Linked DNA regions of Mus musculus: region 1 is linked to region 2. The links are chromatin contacts, called in public Hi-C maps. All regions are on one chromosome and are shown on one strand. Each heading gives the region's core, a stretch centred on a gene start, on an enhancer-like site or on the middle of the called end of the contact. The rest is flanking DNA. Distances are from core to core; before and after follow the strand shown.

Region 1 (6,720 bases), core at 2,036-4,535, 340 kb before region 2:
TGAGCATTTGTTGAGATTCCATAGAGAGAAACACACCAAAAAACTTCTGGTAGTGTGCTGTAGTTCATTGCCACTTCCGTGGACTTGGGCGGATTGGCAGATGGATGTCAGTTGAGACAGACACATGTACTGAGGCAAGACATGTGATGTTTGAAGGGTATAAATGTAGGACTTCACAGTCATTGATGGAGGCTGAGTTTGGCTTGTATAGAGCTAGCAGTGCAACACTTGTGGGTCTGGTGTCTTTGCTGAGTCTTCGCTTCCCTGAGAGAACTCTTGGCATTCCTCCTGGTCCCTCCTGCTCACCCGAGCTGAGGCTGAGGCTTGGCTGTCTCTGCTAGGTAGTGGCACTGCTGCTGATTCATGTTGGCTAGCTCGACCCTATCTGTGAAGAGTTTGTGAGTGGATCAAGCTGCCTCTGCTAACCTGTGAACTGAACTGCTGCTTTCCAGACAACACATATCCTTTCTTTCCCACTACCTCTGCTGGGTGGTGGGCTAGAAGGGAGCTTAAAGTGTTTAAGAGCCATCATTAAAAATAGGTTTTGAAAAAATTAAAGTTGCAACAGAATGAGTGGGTTGGAACCGGTTTGGGGAGCTTTTCCTGTTTGAGATTACTAGCTAGCTCCTGGTGCTTACTCAAGCCTGCAGAGGAAGAAGTAAGTGCTTGATATGACCGGGACGTGACCCATTCCCAGACATAAACCCTTGGGGGTTGGACAGGATTGGGCCTGAAAGCTGAAGGACAGAAAAGATTGTTTATTTTGCAGCAGTTGAGCTATGTCCACTTCTTTCTTTTGTGCATAGCATAGCATCTATTCCATTACTAGGACTACTGTATTACATTTATGTGCTTGTTTCTTCTCTTAGACTTGGACGTGTGTAGGCCTTATTTAGAAAAATAAAAAAAATTTATATCTCCAGTATATATTCTTTTATTTATTTATTTATTTATTTATTTATTTTCGAGACAGGGTTTCTTTGTGTACCCCTGGCTGTCCTTGAACACACTCAGTAGACCAGACTGGCCTCGAACTCAGAAATCTGCCTGCCTCTGCCTCCCGAGTGCTGGGACTAAAGGCGTGCACCATCACGCCCGGCTTTCCAGTATATATTCTTAGTGGACATTTAATAAAAACTTAATGAAGAATCAATCAGTTCTTTCTTTCTTTTCTTCATGCTTTACCAAGCTACCTGCTGATTCATATATATATGATGCTGGGAATCAAACATATGACTTTCTCTACCATTGAGCCCACATCCTATCCCTTTTCAAGATGGTGGTGGGCCTCTTGCCTAACGTTCACAAGGCCTGGGATTACAATAAGTAAGTAAAATAAAAATATTTAAAGATTAATGTTGAACATTTTGGGTTTTCCTGCAGTCATTCCTCATTCTTAAACTGTAGTATTCAGAATAGTGTAAAGAGGAATACTTTCATGAAGTTTAGAATGTAGGAAAACATGTAATAATTTGTATAGTTGCAAAGTGTACGCTAATGTAGCAGCATTCCCAGGAGCTGTGCAGAACAGGATCTCCTCTGCAGCACTTTCCACACTAGCCAGTTGCCATGAAGAGGCACGTCTCCCTGAGCTGTTGGCTGTTCCTGTTCTGATTTTTCCTTCATATGCTGGTATGCATATTTATAGAGAAACCAACACTGCATTTAACTTACACAGCTGATTCTATGTTACCTGAAAGAGTGTTGAGTTTGGAAATGGAAAATGTATGTTAAAGATAAGTTCTGAAATCCTCAGATGATTTCTGTAATATCCCATGTGAAATACTGGAATTTAGGTTTAAATTTAACAGTTCTTTAGCAAGTATTTTTAGATTTTTTAAAAAACATTTTATTTACCTTGGTGTTCTGCCTCCATGGATGTCTGTGTGACGGTGTCAGATCCCCTGGCACTGGAATTACAGACAGTTACGAGCTGTCATGTTGATTTGAACCTGGGTCCTTTGAAAGAACAGTCAGTACTTTTAACCATTGAACCATCGCCTCAGCCCCCAAGAAGTATTTTTTAAACAAAGAACGAAAGTTGGTCTGTTCACACCATTCTCTTACCACTGTTATCCCTGTTAGTAAATTGTCTTAAGGAAGGACAAATCTCAGTACCAGGGGCTGGAAAGCCGGCTCAGGAGGTAAAACATTTGCTACAAAGGCACAAAGGTCAGAATTTGAATTTCCAGAACCCACATAGAGTTTAGGTGCAGTAGCACATGTGTATAATCCCAGAACACCTAAAGCAAGATGGGATGTGGAGACTGGAGAATCCCTGGAAACTCATGGGCTGGCCAGCCCCGGGCCCTGTCTCAGACAAGGTGATGCTGTCCTCCTGGCTTTTGTAGGCATGCTGTTGAATACAAGCACTCATACACGCACAGACACACACACAGACACACACACACACACACACACACACACACACACTGAAAAGAAAGTGGAGAGTGAGTGAAGGTCTAAGACCTCTAATGTCAACTCTGGCCCACTCCACACACGCAATAACTCATGAAATTTACACTTCTTATCTGCATGCACACAAAAAGGAAAGGTTACATTTCCTTCAACAAAATAGCTTACAATTCAAAGTACTGTGTTTATATAATTTTATATGATTGTATATTGCTTTATGCTTGCATATTCTTGCTCTGTATTATGTTGGTAATACTTTGACCACAAGGGACATAACCCACTTTCCTTTTCATACAGTAACTGTTTAGTAAGTTCTTGTTACATTTCAATATGCTTTGGATACTAGGGCTTCGGCTTTTCTTCTTGGAGCCTATGTTTATGGGGATAGGAGTAAGCAAATAAAGGGAATCTCAATAATTAGTGCCTTTAAATAAAAGTACTAACTAGGGAGATGGAGACTAATGGGAGGCCCTTTTCTGTAGAGTGAAGGATGGTCTTTCTCAGGAAGTAACATTTAATCAGAGGAGTGAGTGTAGAGACCCAGGAGAGTATTGTGTTTGAGGGGAGGGGACTGCTCTCTACAGGTTCCTATGTGTGAACAAGCTGGGATGATTGTGGAGCCTTTATCATTCTAGCATTAGGGTACTTGGTTGATGGGTTAATAGTAACTTACTTGATTACCATTTCTTACACCGGCCTTTATTTAACACTTTGTGGTTATTAAAGTAAAGCTAACCAGGCCTGCTATTAATTAATTAAACCGTGATTACCTATCTCAAGCACGCTACTGTAATCTCTTTATTCTGTGCAAATCATGCCTTCCTTTATGAGACTTGGAGTCATCATGTGATATCAATGTCACTGCGTCACACCACTGTGGGTTCACGGGTGTCTTTGTGTGGGGTGAATGGATTTGTGGTCACAGTCTTGGTTCCTGTTTAACAGGAACTCATTTTTGGCGTTCATATGCCAGATATGAAGCAAATTTAAAGTCATTCTTTATGTCTAATGACCAGGTTCACAAGCTGCTAGAGCAGCATCATCATGGTACTTAACTGTGCTTAAGTGATTGCCTAGGGATGGGTGTCTGTAGGTTTGCAGAGAGAACTTGAGATGAAGCAGCTTTGAAGTGGCACTTGCAGTTCGCTCCAGGCTTCCCGTGCTGCCAAGCCTGAATGACACACTTAACTCTATTGTTTCATTTAGGAGTTAATGTCAAAATTAAATAACTGCACTTGTGTGTTTGTGTAACAGTTCCCTACCAGGAAACCTGATTTTATATTCTACTTGCCTGGGTTCTGTTTTAGTAATTGAGATGTTCTTAGACTGTGAAGTAGTAAGCACAAAAACCCATTAAAGAGTTGCCCTTAAAGTACCAGACTTGCAGGCTGTATCTCAATGAAAGTTTCATGTAGTCTCCATTCTTACTTAAAAACCTAGTGTGCAGTCGTGGCCTTTACTCTTACTGAACTGGATACTACTGTTTTTCCACTAGATCTGTATCTAATTTATAGTAAAGGGACCACAAAACCAAAAATCATTTCTGTTTTGGCACCTAGCGCTATTATAGTTAAGCGTCTGATGGCATTTCGGTCACAGCGTTTTCTTAGAAAAGTTTACAACCTGGCAGTCTTTCTTGGCTTTAGGCTGAAACGGTGCTATTTCTGTTTCAAAGCAAATTCTTTTATCAAATTTCATAGACCTGAATGTGTCTGCTGTGCTGAGGGAGAGGGACGATTGATCGTAGCAGTTCTTTCCCTGATGCCCTCACATATGATTTAGTTACAGGGCATGCTGTGTGTGGTGGTAGTATTTTCTTTAAGAAATGTTTTACATCTGTTTATTCATTTTGTGTGAGGCATGTTTGGGCATGTCCCTAGTGCCACAACCTGTATTGGGAGCCCAGAGCAGCTTGGTAGAGTTGTTTCTCTCCTTCCACTCTGTGGGTCCAGGGCATGAAGCTCAGGTTGTGAGACTTGCCATTGAGGCCTCTCACTCCTTGAGCTACTACTCAGTAAGAAGTTTCATTATGCAAGATAAATGAGTTCTAGAAATCTGCCGTTACACTACAGTGCTTGTAGTTATTTGTTAAGGTGGGGACCAGAGAGTGTGCGATGTAAGCATGACAACTATAGTTCAGATCTTAGTGCTGACATACAAGCTGGCTATAGTCCTGCACAGACCTGTGGGCTGAGGGGGAGACATGATCATTGGGGCCTGCTGGCTGGAAAAAAAAATGTGAGTTCCAGGTTCAGTAAGAGACCCTGTCTCAAGGAAACAGGGTAGGAGAGATGGAGGAGTACACCCAACACTCTCCCCTGGCCTCTGAGCCTTGGTATCTTTCCCCACACATGAGTGTACATACAGAAATAAATAAAAGAAAAAGGAATATTAAAGAGCAAGATTTATTGGCTTAGGCCTGTAATTCTAACATTCTGGAGGCAGAGATAGGAGGATGTGACTTCCAGGTCAGCCCAAGCTACATTTGAGACCCCATCTCAAATAAAAACAAACAAACAAAACATAACAAGACAAAAGAAGCCAGTAGTGATCGCAGTATGCGCCTTTAATCTTAGCACTCAGGAGGCAGAGGTAGAGGAAGGTGGATCTCTAATTTAGAGGCTAGCCTGGTCTACACAGTGAGTTCCAGGGTAGTAAGGGCTGTACAGAGAAGCACAGTCTCGAAAAAAAAAAAAAAAACACAACAACAACAACAAAAAACCCCCAATAAACAAAAAGATTGAAAGGCAGGTCTTTCATTTGGTGTTGCTACTGCAAAACAGCAGCAATAAGGCCCAAAGATGAGGCAGCTTTGGAGATAAGGGTCCTTACCATGATAACAGTGGTAGGCTTATGGGTGTATGCTTATTTCCACACTGGTCACAGTTTATATGTTCAATAAGTGTGCATTTTGGTATATCAATTATCATTCATTAAATAAAGCTATGTTTTATTCGGAAATAAGTTTGTTAAATTTACATAGGTCTCTTGTTTTTACTCTTCTCTAAGACAGTGTTTTACTCTCATCAGGCTGGCCTTGAATTTACTGCATCCTGCTTCAGCCTGAGAGACGGAGTTATAGGTATGACATACCACACCTGACTAGGCTTCCTTCCTCCAAGAGTTATACTGCTGTTGCAGTTTCTTTAAAGTTACTCTCTAATTGGAAACTCTCATCTTTACTAACTAAATGTAAAAATATGTTGTAGCATTTGACTTTAGAATGAGAGCCTTGAGTTACTCTTTTCAAAAATATTAAATAAAATCATAGTACTGTTCTTGGTCATGTTTAGATACTTAAAGTTTTAGTAGCTCAGATAGTTAAAATATACGTAAACTTTGGTAACCAACTTCATTTCCTTAGAAATTTCTTAAGATTCATTTAACAGAGTACACAAACTTGAGTTAATTATGTCATTTCATTCTCTGAAATTTTTATTATAACCCTGTATCCATTAAGTATCCTTTTTGTGCCTCGAGGTTTTCTACAATTTGCACAGGTAGTTCAGAAATATTTGTAAATACATTTCCAGGGTTTATTTGAAATGAGCTCTGAAGTGGTGCCCATAAAAATATTTTCATATTTTTTGGCATACTGTGAGTGTATTGCAATAGCTGGTGTAGTCCCCTCTGAGTTTTAAGTTCTTTGTTTGTTTTCAAGACAGGGTGTCTCTGTGTAGCCCTGGCTGCCCTGGAACTCACTCTATAGACCAGGCTTGGCCTCAAGCTCAGAAATCCACCTGCCTCTGTCTCCTAAGTGCTGGGATTAAAGGCGTGTGGCACCACTGCACGGCGAGTTTTAAGTTCTTAATGCAATGAAACAGGACTACTGACTGTACACACGATAGCACAATTCAGAAGCTCAGATAGTTTGCATCTTGAGACAAGAATGGGAGGAGATATTGACAGCAGAGTGGTTGCTCAGAGTCTCCATTATTGCTATCACTCTCCATTGCTACGGCCGTCACTGTTACTAGTACTCTTCTTCCATTCCGTACACGTATTCTTTCATTTCGGGATTCCTTCCTCTCTAAATCTGAAGGCTATATTTGAATTGTGTTGTAATTTTCAGTTAAACACCCACTCGCTGCAGCAGTTGCTCCTGGCCAGCGCCTGCCAATGGTGGAGGGACCAATGGTGTTCTTACATTGCTGTGGTGGGAGGCACATCAGTAAGGCAGGGGTCCTGCCTGGAGGGATCCTGGGGTATTTTAAATGTCTTTTCATTGCCATTCAGGATGTAAGTCAGACCAGACGCAGTTGGGTCTGCTCACACAGTTAGGAGTGCCTACTTCTGTTTATGTAA
Region 2 (6,717 bases), core at 709-3,208:
ACACATGAATATCCCGAAATACAAAGTGTCTTTAAAACCAGCCATGGACTGTTTATCCTAATACCAGATCAATGCAAAGAAGTAGTTCCAGAGAATGGTGCTGACAGCCTCTTCCGAGTTAAAGTGAGGGCAGGTAAATTTAATTTGCAAATGAAAATCAAATCTGATCAGACCTCCTGTTTGGTTCCCTTTGTCCTTTTCTTCTCCAACCCTAGGAGCCTAGGGTCTAGGAGCCCAGGGTCCTGTAATCCTGGTTGGTCAGGAGTCCTCTATCAAGAAAAAAAAAAAAAAAAATGCAGCCAAATCAGGCCAGATGCAAGAGGGCTGTCAGCGCCAATGGACCCAGGTTTGACTAGTAAAACCAAGAGCTTAGGAAAACCTATGGAGACCCCTTGAACAAAGGCTGGGCTGTAGCCATGCTGCCCTTGAAGGCCTTCGCTGAGAAATCTGCATGCATCAGACAAAACTGGGGCATCAGTGGAGACTTCTCTAGCTTCCACCCCAGCCTGGCTCTTGGCTCCAGAGCTCCTATGGCCACTATTGTCTGAAGGTGACCGTGAATGCTCTGACTTCTCTTCCCTAAGCCATGGAGAACCATGTTAAGTTGTTGGTGTTTCTGCAAGAAGAACCCCAAGCCTGAAGACAAAAAGAGCTCAGAAAGTCAGGCCCTGCCAGCTGGACAGACACACAAATTTTCCCTGTGCCTTTGGTAAATGAGGAAGAACACTGGATGAGACTGCTGGCTCTTTAAGAGTCAGGCTTCATCCTCCAGCCGTTCTTTTCCCACACCAAGCTGGTCTGGTATAGTCTGGAGCATTGTATAAGAAACCATTAATGAATCTCTTCTCTCCCTCTGAAAGTCTGAGGAATTGCTGTTTTACAGTGAGTAGAATTTCTAGAAAGTCTTACCCCAAATTATTCCCAGAGTTCATTCTAATATGAGAAACAATTTCCAATGATGCCTACAGCTCAATTACTAGCAGGACATGCAGATACTTTAAAACAGTGAAGAAGCAACCCAGGAAAGGGAGAAGGAGCTAGATATGCTCCTATGCCCTTGATACAAGCCTAGTAGAAAATCCACATCAATGTATGAGATTTAAGACAGGGGGAGAACAAGGATGCTACTTTCTCTAAATAATTCTGTCTTGGGTTTTCTCTCTCTCTCTTTTAAATTGATAAGAAAATATAAACTTCAGTAATTCACATTCCAAGTCCTTCCACGACAGGGATACCACGTGTAGGAAGCAAAGCCCACTGAATTCAAAGATGCAGCCCAAAGCCTCCCCGCTGCTTCGTTCTTCCCAGACAAACCTGCTTCTGATTCCTCTGTGGAAAAAGATGAGTTCCTTTCTCACCATTTTTGGAGCCGGAGGGACCCAGCCGACTTTGGCAGTCTGTAGAGCTGAGGCCCTTCCCCTGAGTGCAGGGCTCCCGGCTCCAGTGAACTGAGGGGGAGGAAAGAACGTGGAGCTGGTCTTGGCTGCTGTGTGGACCAGCAGTACAGCCACTGCCAGAGGTGAACTGGCATAGGCATCGGCTGGTGGAGCCTTCCTGAGCTGTGTTTTCGTTTTTTCCGAACCTAGCTGGAAAACTTCGGAGGTTCAGAAACCCAGCTAAGAGCAGGGCGGCCGACAGAAAAGAACCAGTCCAGCCTGTAAACACCGCCCCCAAAACTCTACAAAGAGAGAGGGAAAAAAAAAAGATGCTGAGAAACCAAACAGAGCCAGAAGCCAGATAGCAAAGGATGGGGGAATTGAGAGCGAGGGGAGGTGGGCAGTCGGCTCTGTCTCTGGGCTTTCATTGTAGTTTCTCACGCTGACTAGACAGCAACTTTCAACTTGACCTTGGCCTCCAGCGTGTCTGACCTGTATGTAAACTGCCCTCGAGTCTCCGAGAGTCTCCGAGAATTGGAGCCTGGAACCGTACTTCGTCTCTTTGTCACTGTTGAGTTTTACAATGCCACTTAGAGGGAGGAAGGAGTGGGGGGACGGATGAAAAGGGCTCCAAAGTAACACAGAAATCAAGTCTTCACAGAGGTTGGTTCTTTAGTCTGCAAATGGTCAGGCAGTAAGAAGGTAAACTCGGGGCAAATCAATATTTACCCAGGACCGCTAAAGTCAGGAGAGAAAGGACTCCCTGGGTGTGGGGGAGAATTGGGTGTGGGGATCAGGGAAGGTTTTATTGGGCGACACTTAACATTAGTCAGAACAAACCCAGGATCCGGGCAGATAAAAGCCTGAGCCTCGCCTTACTGGTCCCAATCTTACCAGAAGCCCAGGGGGCTTACAGAGCAGCAGATGAATTGGGTGGTATGTCTGATGCTCTAGCTTAGGGCTAAGTCTACAAGCTAGGACTAGAGAACAGGTCCAAGCCTGGCTGCCTACCAGAGCATTTGAGCAAAGATAGTACAGAACTCTTCCCAGTCTATATTTTCCAGAACGCACCACTTTCACTTTGACCATTTGTTCCCCTCTGGATGTCTGACCAGTTCACACTTGCACAACCAGAAATGCATGTAGTCCTAAGGAGGCAGGGTCCCCAGAATCCTTTATCAAAACACTGCATCCAAACGTTGCTCTCCCAATACAAACACCCCACCAAGCTCAAGGTACAGAGGAACTCATCAGCTGAACCCCGGCACCTTGAACCCACTACAGGCTGAGCCCCTATTAGGAGAAAAACCATGAAAGGATCCCAAAGAGCCTTTTTCTCTTTCCCCAAAACGGAATGCAACAGTGGATTGCCAGGTGTCTGAAGTGTCCAACTCAGGATCTATGGAGTGACTTGTAGGAAGTCCCAGAACCGTGGCTGGAGTTCCAGCCAGCAGCCCAGCTGGGGCCTGTTCCTCTTAAACCCCTTCAGGAAAAGGCAGCCGGACTCCTGAGACAGGAGTGTGAGTGAATGGTGCTTTCTTCATCTGAAATCCTCTGCGGACCAGAGAGAATAGCTGCTGCATCGGAATGAATAGCGAGCTGTATATACAAGTTGGACAATGTGGCAGTATGCATCTCTCTCTCTCTCTCTCTCTCTCTCTCTCTCTCTCTCTCTCTCTCTCTCTCTCTCTCTGTGTGTGTGTGTGTGTGTGTGTGTGTGTGTGTGTGTGTGTGTGCGCGCGCGCGAATATTTGCGCTCGCGTGTGTGATGAGTGTAGGAGATACAATTAGTTGTTCTGATCTTCTGAGTCCTTAGGCCTAATTGAAATTGTCCTCTAGAGCCTGAGAACAGGGAAGGGAGCTCCCAAATGCAGCCCAAACTTCCCAGAGAAATGTCCTGGGACCCTTGCTCCAGACTTCTCCTGGAACCAACAGGAAACAAACGCCCTTGTTCCCCAGGGGGGGGTGGGGAGTGCAATCTCGGCCAGGCGAAAGCTCCCACATCCTTGGGAGGGTCTAGCTGCAGAAAGATGTATCCATCCCTGGAAAGAAAACAGCCCCAGAGGTCCCTAAAACATGCCAGGACATCCTGGGCCAGTCCAAGGCCAAGGCAAACCCTCATTCCTGGCCACTGGAGAATTTACCTGACTTGTCCCCACGACCTCAGGTCGCACCCCAACCGCAGCCGCTCACTGCCCCTCCCAACCTCCGCGCGAAACCCGGGAAGGGATCGGGGTCCCTGTGTTCCCAGCCCCACCCGCCCTAGTTTCTCCCCCCCACCCACCCCCGCCTCCTCCGTGGGTGACTGCTGCGCGGCCGCGCGGCGGGAGCTAGAGCTGGCGCAGAGGACCGCGCGGGCGGCGGCGGGGACGGCGGGCCCAGCGCGGAGCCGAGCCGGAGCCTCCCGCTTTGCATACGCCGGGGGCGGGCCGGGGGCGGGCCAATGGGCGGCCGCCTGGCGCGACCCCGCAGGGCGCGACCCGCCCCCCTCGCTCGGGCCCCGGCCCCGCGCGCCGCGCTCTTCACTTCTTGGGGGCTTTTTAAAACAGCGCCACTGGGGTCTTCTCCATGCGGCTCGGGCTATGACAGCCTCCGTGCTCCTCCACCCCCGCTGGATCGAGCCCACCGTCATGTTTCTCTACGACAACGGCGGCGGCCTGGTGGCCGACGAGCTCAACAAGAACATGGAAGGGGCGGCGGCGGCGGCACGGGCGGCGGCCGGCGGCGGCGGCGGGAGCTGGGGGCGGGGGCTTCCCCCACCCGGCTGCCGCGGCCGCGGGGGGCAACTTCTCGGTGGCCGCAGCGGCGCCGCCGCCCGCCGCCGCGGCCAACCAGTGCCGCAACCTGATGGCGCATCCCGCACCCCTGGCGCCCGGCGCCGCGGCCGCGTACAGCAGCGCCCCGGGGGAGGCGCCCCCGTCCGCCGCCGCCGCCGCCGCCGCCGCCGCTGCTGCCGCCGCCGCCGCGGCTGCCGCGTCGTCGTCGGGAGGGCCCGGGCCGGCGGGGCCCGCGGGTGCCGAGGCCGCCAAGCAGTGCAGTCCCTGCTCGGCGGCGGCACAGAGCTCGTCGGGGCCCGCGGCGCTGCCCTACGGCTACTTCGGCAGCGGCTACTACCCGTGCGCCCGCATGGGCCCGCACCCCAACGCCATCAAGTCGTGCGCGCAGCCTGCTTCGGCCGCCGCCGCCTTCGCCGACAAGTACATGGACACCGCCGGCCCCGCGGCCGAGGAGTTCAGCTCCCGCGCCAAGGAGTTTGCTTTCTACCATCAGGGCTACGCAGCCGGGCCTTACCACCATCACCAGCCCGTGCCCGGCTACCTGGATATGCCAGTAGTTCCGGGGCTCGGGGGTCCTGGCGAGTCGCGCCACGAGCCTCTGGGGCTTCCCATGGAAAGCTATCAGCCCTGGGCTCTGCCCAACGGCTGGAACGGCCAAATGTACTGCCCCAAAGAGCAGACGCAGCCTCCCCACCTCTGGAAGTCCACTCTGCCCGGTAAATGGCGCCCCCTTTCCAGCCCGGGTCTTCCAGCTTTTCAGCTTCTCCTCGGCTCGTGCCCCAGGGTCACTAACCCCCCCCCCCCCCCGCATTCTCCCTGGCCTGGCTTGCCTTAGCAATTCTGCACCCCTGGGAGCCTGGCCCCGGCTGGCTGGCGCTGTCCGTCCGCCCTGCCCTAAGTCGAGCCGGTCCCCGGGCCCTCCTTTGGTAAAGGGTAGCTGGGAGGAAGCTTGTGGGTTCCAACTCCGGCAGCCCCTTTCTCTCTGGGTGCCCCACCCTCCCAAGCCCTTGACATTGACTCCAAGATGGGAAATAGACTCGATTTTGAGCTCACCAAATTGTCCCTGATGGTTCTCTGAAAAAAAAGGCTTCGTTGGAGAAGCATAGAATGTTGGGACTTGGGGCAAGCTGAGAGGAGCCGAGCTCTACAGAAAGAAGTGTTGAACCCTGTTGAGTGCTAAGGTGTGGACCGCTGTACATGCAGAATGACCGGATTGGGGTGGTCACTGGAACTCTGGGCGATTTCATTTCAGTACACAACTAACCATACCCCCCTACTAACGCTCCAGGCTTTGGCAGAAGGCTGGATTGTACAGCATTCGTGGCAAAGAGCAATCAGGCATTGCAAGGCCGGCAGTTCACATTGAGCTGTCGCCTGTGTTCTGGCTCAGGTCGGCTCCCAGAGTAACTTGCCTTCTTCCTTATCTTACAGACGTCGTCTCCCATCCTTCAGACGCCAGCTCCTATAGGAGGGGGAGAAAGAAGCGCGTGCCTTACACTAAGGTGCAGTTGAAAGAACTCGAACGGGAATACGCTACGAACAAATTCATTACCAAGGACAAACGGAGGAGGATATCAGCCACGACAAACCTCTCTGAGAGGCAGGTCACAATCTGGTTCCAGAACAGGAGGGTCAAAGAGAAAAAAGTCATCAATAAACTCAAGACCACTAGTTAATGGATTAAAAGGTGGAGCAGAGGGCAGCTTGAAGAAACGCTTAAGGATTTGTTTCTTTGCCCAGATAATAATAATGCATCATACTAACTGAAGAATTGGATAGAGAGACGCTGACGTTTGCTCTCCTAAGGGGACTCTCTCTTCCATGGAATCTACAATTAAAACAAAACCTTAAGGAATGGTAAAGACTGCCAGGTTTCCCGACAACCCCACCACAGCGTTAAGTGACAAACTCTAGAGTCAACTCATCAGCCCCTAAAACACACAATTTCAGATAAATTATGAATTTTCTCAAATCTTGTAAGTATTTATGTGACCATTATATTTTAGGACACTGTGTTAGATGGTAATCTGAAAACTGGTTACAGAAACAAAGGCTGTTTCCACGCAGCTGGTCCAGCACCCTCCCCTTTGCATGTTAAGTGCCTGCTCAGGTAAACCTTATTGAAATCCCTGCCATTGTTCCTTCTGGAAATGTTTCAGGTAGAGGCTTAGAAGGGGGAAAGGCACTGAATTGTTTATTTGAACTATTGCTAAAAAGGGAGATGAGAGGAGAGAGAACGCTCATCCAAGGATCTATTGTTTTGATAGTAAATCTGGCCAGCTAAACCCTTGAGGTTACAAGAGAACCCTGGGTGGGTAAGGAGCTTCTGGAAATACCTTTCAATTGCTTACAACAAACATGGTGGATTAACCAACACTGTCAAAGGATTTTTCCACAGGATTTGTTGTAATTTTTGAAGTGTTTAAATCTCACCAAATAATACGAAGAATTCACTTTATGCCCCTTCTCCTGGAAGGTCCCACCCTAGTATGGATTTCTCCTAAAACATACTCTTTCTTTAAATTTTTTAAATTGGCATTTTCCAATACTTGTTAAACATTTTG

What was found. Hi-C and Micro-C count contacts between places; a contact is called where the count stands out from the background.
Region 1: a Hi-C map of bone marrow-derived macrophages shows a contact between it and region 2, with 17 read pairs. The contact joins the enhancer-like site here to the promoter of Hottip in region 2. A contact is called at or near these places in 9 of 39 promoter capture datasets (the 3T3-L1 cell line, 3T3-L1-derived adipocytes, the C10 cell line and 6 more), 3 of 15 datasets of contacts at CTCF or cohesin (the NIH/3T3 cell line, large pre-B cells and pro-B cells), 61 of 484 Hi-C or Micro-C datasets (the 3T3-L1 cell line, the 63-12 cell line, the AML12 cell line and 41 more), 22 of 115 datasets of contacts at active chromatin or transcription factors (Th17 cells, acute myeloid leukemia, bone marrow-derived macrophages and 18 more) and 2 of 9 other capture datasets (adipose tissue and liver).

What each region holds. Positions count from the first base shown.
Region 1 is chr6:52,603,751-52,610,470 of GRCm38.p6, reverse strand. All of the region lies in intron 4 of Hibadh (3-hydroxyisobutyrate dehydrogenase), which reads left to right. Among named protein-coding and RNA genes, the nearest start is that of Gm33047, 27 kb to the right of the region's middle. Within about 2 kb of position 3,285, at least 13 of the 459 cell types and tissues checked have an H3K27ac peak or open chromatin away from gene starts, as enhancers often do. A contact at or near this core is called in the 63-12 cell line, Th2 cells, bone marrow-derived macrophages and 1 more, where this site is marked.
Region 2 is chr6:52,258,016-52,264,732 of GRCm38.p6, reverse strand. It overlaps Hottip (Hoxa distal transcript antisense RNA), which reads right to left and starts at 1,958. Exons shown (of 2, transcript NR_110442.1): 1 at 1,869-1,958. It overlaps Hoxa13 (homeobox A13), which reads left to right and starts at 3,853. Exons shown (of 5, transcript NM_008264.1): 1 at 3,853-4,096; 2 at 4,098-4,181; 3 at 4,184-4,191; 4 at 4,193-4,869; 5 at 5,585-5,880. The coding sequence starts at 3,959. The coding sequence ends at 5,829.